Linked DNA regions of Mus musculus: region 2 is linked to region 1. Evidence: chromatin contacts called from public HiChIP or PLAC-seq data. All regions are on one chromosome and are shown on one strand. The core of a region is the stretch at or near the end of the contact, and the rest is flanking DNA. Distances in the headings are between cores, read along the strand shown.

Region 1 (4,222 bases), core at 945-3,444:
TATATTCATGTGTTATAAGCAAGGCTTTAATAGAAAGTTCTGAAATTTCAAGTTTTCAAACTTGAAGAGATGTTTATATTTTTGTAATAAATTGACAGAGTTATGATTTCTGGGTCATAGCCTACATTCATCTATTAATGCAATTTAAGAAATTGTATTTTTTAATAAGAGGTTGAGAAAACCAGGATGACTAGTTATAGTTTTAGATTGTCAGGAAATTAGTGACAAATAGCTATGGATCCTGCAAAAAATGCATCAGCATTTGGGGGAAACATAGGACACTCATTTAAGTCTATTTGTGTTGATATAGCAAACTCAGACTTAAAAAAAAACAAAAAACAAAAAACAAAACAACAACAACACAAAAAAAAACCCATGGTTTTCTGGCTTCATTTGTACTTTAGGTAGAAGCTTTTACAACAAGAATTCAACTACTGAAGTTCATTTCCTGCCTTTAATTCTAAACGAGCAATTTGCTGATAATTTCCTGTCTACATTTTCATAAAGTAGAAAGAACAGGACTGCTTAAGCTTAATGTTTCAGTGACCAAATAAACTTCAGCAAGCAGAGCTTAGGAAGTGGGACAGCTATCTGGAAACTCGGATCATGATTATAAAATCTCCGCATGCTATTTATCTCCCCTAAACGCTTAAAAATATTCTGAAGGAAGGCCTTAGTGATTACTTCTTTGACCCCCAAACAAGCAGAGCAGTATGGCTTGTCTCAGTGGACCCTGAGCAATTCAAGTCGAGGGGTAGGAATCCACTGAACTGTGTACCTCTTCAGGAATGAGAAATAGCCTCAAGTGCGCTCTCTCTCTCTCTCTCTCTCTCTCTCTGGCCTGGATGAGGAAACTTTTTGATTTGAACTCTTTACACCTATATACTGATGTTTATCAACCCTTTGGAGTTCACATTAAAATAGAACATCACTAGAAAGCATCCTCTGAAATCTAAATTGGGCTGTCAATTAAAGGTGAAGAATGACTTTGTATTATTGCTTTAATGTGAAGCACCTTCTTTGTCCTGTTGAGGTACAATCATCTTCCATCCGAAATCCATTATAGCATCTGCAGAAAGCTTAGGAAGTTCACACTGGCCAAGGCTCAGAAGAGGGCCTGATCATAAAATCCACAAACTGTGGGGACAACTGACTAAACGTTAACAAGTGGCAGCTTGTGGCACTGCCCACCCCCAGGTGCCCAGCAGAGGTACAAGGGAAGTCAGATACTAATTACAAAGGGAGGTTTTTACTAGGCAGATTTAAGGGCCACAGATGAGCCAAATCCCGTTTTTTATTATCTACTGTACACTTAGCTAATGCTTTCCCCTATGAGGAGGGCTTAAACAGTAAGCACAAATAGCACAATGAAATTCTAATACTCTCCCTGTGTGGACCTGGATTATTTCAGCCACCAGCAATGTGAGTAGCTGCAGGTGTTGCACTAAATAAAGTAATATAAAGTGTCTAAATTGCAACTCTGGAAGTACTGTTTCAAGCCCCTGTCTGCTTTTTATTAACAGTCGGATTCCTTACTATCAGCAGCCACAACTACCTCTACCCTGTTATTCAGCAACAATATTTTGATAGGCACAGATCTATTAAAAATCACTGTTGATATTTTGTGACCATAGTCATTTCAGAGTTGAATAAGCATTCAATCTTCTCACAGAAGGGGAGAACGTAAACTTGCGATCCAGGAAAAGAGGAAGTCAGGGGTTACGGAGGTGCAGAGGCCACGGAGAATGAAACAGACCCCCTCCATCAAGCCGAAAACTTGGCAGCCTAACTAGAAACAGACCAGCCCTAAATCTTAAGGTTCATGAGCTCTTAGTAACATAATTAACCGAAATAAAACTAATATTCCCGTGTTGAGTTTCAGCTTAACAGACATCAGCAGCTCCAAGGGACTGCACCAGGGACGCGAAGTCGGAATGAGAAAATGCTTGCCTTGTTTAGGGACCGAGTCTGAAGGTAGGAAGGAGCACTCTCTAGCAAGTCCACAAAGTTTCTGAAGCAAAGAAAAGCTGTGTAGGCAGCCAGCTGTCCGGTTTACATTCCCTTCCTACTGTGAAGCAACACTTTGGAGGGAAGGTGTGGGTCACTCATTTGAAATTTCAGACAGGGCAGTGCTGGAGATGTCCAGTGCATGTGTTCTTAAGGAAGAAAACCCGAATTCCCAGGGGGAAACGCTGAACAGGAAATGTCTGGCCACTGGTTGCATCACGAGATATCAAAAGAATTTCACTTTGGCTCCTTCACTGCATCAAGTCAGGACATTCTTGATTTTTTTTTTTAAATACTCACTAAGCTCCTACAAAATGAACTAAGAAAAAAAATAGTGATATCAAAATGTTTCTAAAAGTTTCCAGTGTCTGAAATAGAGAAATAGAGGGGAAAAAACAAAAAACAAAAAACAACCAACAATTTAGGAAGAAATGCAGAGTGTTAGTTCTGAGGGATTAAATAAACAACATTAGTATCTGTGGATAGCAGTCAGGAAATTCCATTTATCTGATGAGCTGTTGGCGACCTAAGAAGTGTTTCAGCCCCCAACCCCCACTGTGCCCACAGACTTCTTTTTGCAGGAATTTTTATGCTGTTTTGCTGCAGATAGTGTGCATTTACAAGTAAAGATGCATTTACAAGTAAAGAGGAGACTAAAAAGGATTTCTTTCCTTTTCTTTAAATTGATGTCCATTTATATACCTCAGCTCAGGAAGTCCACAAATTCAGTCTCTAACTGGGAAGAGTCTTGTCACAGGACTGCCTGGGGCCATCAGCCCTGGTTTCTTTTCTTTCTTTCTTTCTTTCTTTCTTTCTTTCTTTCTTTCTTTCTTTCTTTCTTTCTTTCTTTCTTTCTTTCTTTCTTTTTTTTTTTTTTTTAACAAGCTTCTCTTTTAACACTTAACACCAGGGATGATTTAACAGAAAGTGTCTCAAGTCTGAGCTACAGCCCCTTTAGACTCTACCCAAACAAAGGTACTAATGTGTGGTCAGTTTCTTGGCAGCCCCACTCTCTGCTGATAACGTTCCTGTTTGGTATTCTCCAAGGAGTTGGCTGCTGGAAGTTGCTCGAACCTCATCCCTTGCTGCTCCGGGTGCGGGCGATGCTCCGACTGCGCGGCGCCAACCACAACATGCTACCCACCGTGAGAGAGCAGGACGCGGGCCGCTCTAGTCAGGACTTATCGTCTATCATACTGATTGACGAAACCAAGAGTGAGCAGAAAAAATAAACATGAACAGAGGCTGCAGTGTATGAGCCCCGTCAGCTGGGAGTTTTAGTATTTGGCCTTGGCGATCCCACTCTCCTGCTAGGTTATCTTTCCCGTGTGCTATCATTTATCATAACTTGGAGGGGCCAGGGGGGAGAAAAAAAACCTTGGACTTTTCTATTGGCTACATTCATTAGACAACTTTCTTTTTAATGCCCCCGCCCCTTCGCACCAACCCCTACCCACACATAATAATAGCATCCTTTTATATATTCCCCGAAGAACGTTGATGAAATCGAAATATGGTTCATCTCCTTTATTCCTGCTCCACATAGATCACGGCAAGTAATTAACCTTTGCTGGCCCATCAAATCTAGAATGCAAACCTGCATGTCAGTCTACTTCAGTCGGGCGCAATAATAAACCTGTACCTCTCTCTAACAAGGAAACTCAGTAAACATCCTGGATGTTGGTCACTGACTTGGGTAGCTAGTATCTTCTTTCTTAAGTAATGGCACTTGACTTTTTCAGACACAAACCATGTTTTGTATTGGTCTTGACAGCCACTATAAAGTACCCCCCAAGTGTGAGTAACAAAGATGATTTGTATGTGGCCCGCAGTCCTCCAGGATTCTAATAGCTTTCTCATTCCAGCCCAGAAAGACGGAACACAGGGTAGCTGGTTAAAGCTGATACAAGCGTTTCTTCTCTCAGCAGGCTATTCTTGCATAACCATTTATTTTGCAGAGTTTTAAAGTGCCTGAAGGATTTAATTATGTACATAGACAACCCTTATAAACTCTATTCTAGGGTTTTTATTGACTTTTGGGCTGGGCAGCTCTTAGGCATTTCAATTAAGTGTTTTTATAAGAAAAACTACAATATTGTAAAAAAAATTCTTTATAGATATTCCCAAGCAGGTTTGGTCTCCCATCTGATTGAATAAACCATTTAATTGACAAAAAAAAAAAAAAAAAAAAAAAAGTTACAGGTTAATTTGAGGT
Region 2 (4,222 bases), core at 1,016-3,515, 360 kb after region 1:
CTCATACACCTATAGGGGCCACTAGTCCTAAAGATACACAGGAGGAGAACCATCAGGCCCAAGGACTAAAGTGAAAAACAGTGCCCTGGTGTCCCCCTGGGGAACCAGCCCTTCATGTTCTAAGACAGTCATCACCCAGATTCCTGAAAACAATAGCAGCTTCTTGTTTAGAATGGAACCGCACCTGCTGGAATACGTGTCAACAAACAATCGCTTTGTTTTTCATATTCGCCATCCAAGCTGAAGCAATGGGACTTCCTGAAGCGAATACTGGAAGGCTTATTCTTAGAAGGGGACAGAATTCTCATTTTAACACAAGGCTCCGAGGCCCGAGTGATGGTCATCTTCCTTCCTTCTTTTGTACTCCCCGGTGTTCATCTTATTTGGTTTTCAACAGGTTTATTTCCATTGCAGCCCAGGGCTTCCAACGCCCAAACACCCAACCCATTATGCCCGTATATGGTGAGCACACTGGTTTCTGTTTCCTCTCCCTGAGAACCTACACCTCACTCCCTTTGTAGTTCTGCCTTTTCAAAAGGCCCTCGGAAGGTTCTTTGCTCCTCTGGTGATTGCCTTGGGATGAGGACTTGGGAACTCCTCTTTGCCAAATGCTTGCTCCTGGCTAAATCTTTCTGCTCTTTTTCTTTTTCCTCATCTAATCATGCTGCCTGCTCCCACTTTTCCTGATGCTGTCTGATGCATGTCTGTTGAACACATTGGGACACTTTTAAAAGGAGTTATTTTGGTGGCAAAGTTGTGATTAAAAAGTCATTCATCCAAGATTGTCTCCATGGACTCCGGAAATAACCACAGCCAAAATATCCCGGCGGGGGCAAAATATGAGAGGCAGATAGCACCTATTATTGCTTTTATCTGGGTGAAGCCAGGCTTCAGATTAGTGGAGCGAGTGAAGGTCCAGGCCTGTGACATGGACAATTCTAAGCAAGCCAGTACTAGCCACGATAAGCATTCAATAAGGACTTGGGATCTAAATATTTGTAGGAAATGTCTTTGTTTCCTGTTCTGTAAAAAGTAGATGGAGATAAAAAAGCAAAATGTTGTGATTTTGAGCCATTTCAAAAAATAAAAAAGCAACATAAAAAATACAAATACAGAAGAAAAGATGTGGGGTTTGAAGTTGACTTTAGTGAGCTTTGTAACCTTGGGGAAGCCACTTCGCCTCTCTGTGACTTGAATTCCTAATCAACAGTCAGGCAGGGAATCAGATGCTCTCCAAATTCCCTTTCATATCAGAAAGTCTATGATAACTCTCCTAGATTGTGATTCAAACTTGTAAAGGAATCGAAACAGATGAAATAGGCTGGTGTGAAAGATAACACCGGCTTGAAACTTAGTTCACCTGATATTTCTTAAGTACTTAACAGTCCAAGAGCTAACCTCTTCATATACACCCAACAATAACCTTGAAATTCCCCATCTCGCTGGCACTGAGATTACAGGCATGCACCATCTCTCCTGGTTTACACAGCCCTGGGGGTGGAAGACGGGTTATGTGTATACTAGGCAAGCACACTTCCAGCTGAGCTACACCCCAGTCTCAGTGTCAGTCATTAAAAGAGAGCTCTTCTTGTAAAACCTTTCAATAACAGGCAGTAAGTGCCAGCAGCCAGCGAGCACGGAGGCAGAGCAGATAAACAGTTGGGTTTATCTGTTTACCTGTGTTTCTGGAAAGAAAGATGCTTAAGTGGGAGCTGTTTAATGGGAAACTCCTCAACCTGCCCATCTCTTGGCTCACTCCATTAGGGCTCTGCTGTGATACAGTCAGCTCCAGGCTTCACTTCCCTCCCAGGGAAGGCAAAATCCAAAGAGATGAAGCAGAAGCCTTCTTAAGAACTGTAAGCGGGCTGATGAGGTGGCTTGATGAGTGAGGGTGCTTGCTGCCAAGCTTAAAGATCTGAGTTCAATCCCCAGGACCCACATGGTAGAAGAAGAGAACCAACCCCTGCACATGAGTGCAAGCACATACATGCACACTCACTGACACGTAGATAAATTTAAACAAAGTTTTTAAATGGGAGATATCAGGTGCCAAGCTTAAAAGTTGACAATTTGTTGAGTTGGGGGTGTGGACAAGTGGCAGAGCAAATGCCTTGCATACCAAGGTCCTGGGTCAGAGTCCCAGCACTACAAATGCTGGAAACAAAATAAGGATGACAATTTCAGCCCTTTGTATCCATATTGACTGTTATGAGCTGTCACAGCAACAGTAACAGATGTCACTTCATCCTTAAACGAAGTGAGTCAGACTCTAGTCACTTCTGGTCTCGGAACTCTGCATACCAAATGTCCCACATGGCTTGGGCCTCACAGGGCAGAGAGGGTACTTCAGACTAAGTAAGAGCAGGTGCTGTAATTAGTAATAAGCATATCCCATAACTCCAACCTCTGCCTTTCTGCAAAGATTAGCTCACTTATTATTGAGACTTTTTTTTTTTTTTGGTCAGAATAAAACCGTCAAGACGGCAAGAGTTTGTAAATCTGGTTCATCACCCCCATCACTTGTCTTTTATGAGCTCCTATTGTGTGCTTGGCACTACCCTGGCACCGGAGTTTTCAAGATAAGATCAAACACTAGTAAAAGAAACCATGTCCTCGAGGACTCTCAGACCATATCACAGGATGCTTAAGAGAACAGCCTGTGGGCTCCGACTGCCCCAGGTCATGGTCACTAGAGGGAAGAACAGTGTGTAATTCAGAGCCAAGAACTTCCTTACTTCACTGTCTCCTCCCAGGCCAGCTCTGCTCCCAGAAAGAAATTCTCCACTGAGCCAAAGATGAGATGTAAAGAATGAGAAGAAAGTTAGAGAGCTGGGAATGTAGCACAATGATTCAGCACTTGCCTAATAGGTACAAGGTCCCGGGTTTGATACCCAAAGTGTGGAGGAGAGGACATAAGGAAAGAGAGGGAGAAATGGGGGAGAGAAAGGGTCGGAGGAGAGAAGAATGGGGAGACAGAGAAGAAAGGGGAGACCTCCTGACATCAAGCACACTGCTTCTGCATCTATGTGGCACCTAAAACAAGGAAGGAAGCAGCATCAGGCATGAGTCAAGTCACAATGAGAACTACAGGTGAAGCCCTTCTTCATACCCCTGAATGGAGGGGTAACAGTTCTCTCAAACCATTCTCCAAATGGTCAGCACCTGCTGATTGGAGAGTGAGCCCAGACAATCCACCTACAGGGACCCAGAACCACTCAAGTCTCCTCAAACCCACAAAGATAACATTGAAAGTGTGTAACCGTGACCATAGCTGTCCAGGAAGCTGCCCCAGTGCCTCTATTCAAACGTGTCATACTCCGTAGTAAGGAATGGGCACTCTACACTCTTCACTGAGGAAACAAGTATTCCTGGAATTGATGGTGCACATGGAAATGACACGCCAATGACAGCACACATCCTCATCCTGTGAAGGGAGGGACTGAGGTTGGCAACTCTTATGGAACTAAGTTTTTGGCAGGTGGATGGTGATTTGCCTTGTTTAGATGCACAGAACATGGCAGTGCCCAACTCGCCCCTTAATCTCTTTCTCTAAAAACAAGACAAGAAGCTGGCCAGTAAATTTTCATTATATTTTAGTATGTGCATGCACAAGCTATTTCATGTCACGTGTGTGCAGGTCAGAGGATAGCTTAGTGGAAGTCCTTTCTCTCCTTCCACCAAGTGGGTCCCTGGCATCCAGGTAAGGTCATGAAGCTAGGCAGAAATCCGTTTACTTGCTGAACTGTCTCCCCTACTCAGAAAACAGCTACAAATCTTTACAGAGAAGAAGAATGTTGGGTCTCATAAAACCCAAGTGTACGTGTACAAGCATACATGCACTTTGAATCCACTAGCAGTGTGTGTGTGTGTGTGTGTGTGTGTGTGTGTGTGTGTGTGTGTGTGTGTATGTGCACATGTATTTCCCACTCACCTCTTTTCTTTGTACTTTCTTGACTATTTTTAAACTGCACATTCCAGACTGCCTTCAACTTTGATGACTCTTGTTAAACAGGACTACTTAGTGACTCTCAACCTAGTTTGTATCATTTGCTATCCTCCTCTAACATCTCTGATTCCATTAGGGGTCTGATCTTTAACAGTCGTTATGCATGTTCTCCCAGCCTGGGCCTGACCACGGAAATGAAGGCACAGGGTCTGGGGTTCCACATCTCCCAGCAGTCCACTTAACAGTGTAGTAAGTAGTACTTCACTACTGGGAAAC

Evidence for each region. HiChIP or PLAC-seq counts read pairs in DNA pulled down with a chosen protein or histone mark.
Region 2: a FOXA1 HiChIP or PLAC-seq map of pancreatic cancer cells shows a contact between it and region 1. The contact joins two enhancer-like sites. A contact is called at or near these places in 1 of 484 Hi-C or Micro-C datasets (nephron progenitors) and 2 of 115 datasets of contacts at active chromatin or transcription factors (kidney and pancreatic cancer cells).

What each region holds. Positions count from the first base shown.
Region 1 is chr3:30,103,522-30,107,743 of GRCm38.p6, forward strand. All of the region lies in intron 2 of Mecom (MDS1 and EVI1 complex locus), which reads right to left. Among named protein-coding and RNA genes, the nearest start is that of Mecomos, 86 kb to the left of the region's middle. Within about 2 kb of position 2,195, at least 82 of the 459 cell types and tissues checked have an H3K27ac peak or open chromatin away from gene starts, as enhancers often do. A contact at or near this core is called in pancreatic cancer cells, where this site is marked.
Region 2 is chr3:30,465,981-30,470,202 of GRCm38.p6, forward strand. All of the region lies in intron 1 of Mecom (MDS1 and EVI1 complex locus), which reads right to left. Among named protein-coding and RNA genes, the nearest start is that of Mecom, 42 kb to the right of the region's middle. Within about 2 kb of position 2,266, at least 21 of the 459 cell types and tissues checked have an H3K27ac peak or open chromatin away from gene starts, as enhancers often do. A contact at or near this core is called in pancreatic cancer cells, where this site is marked.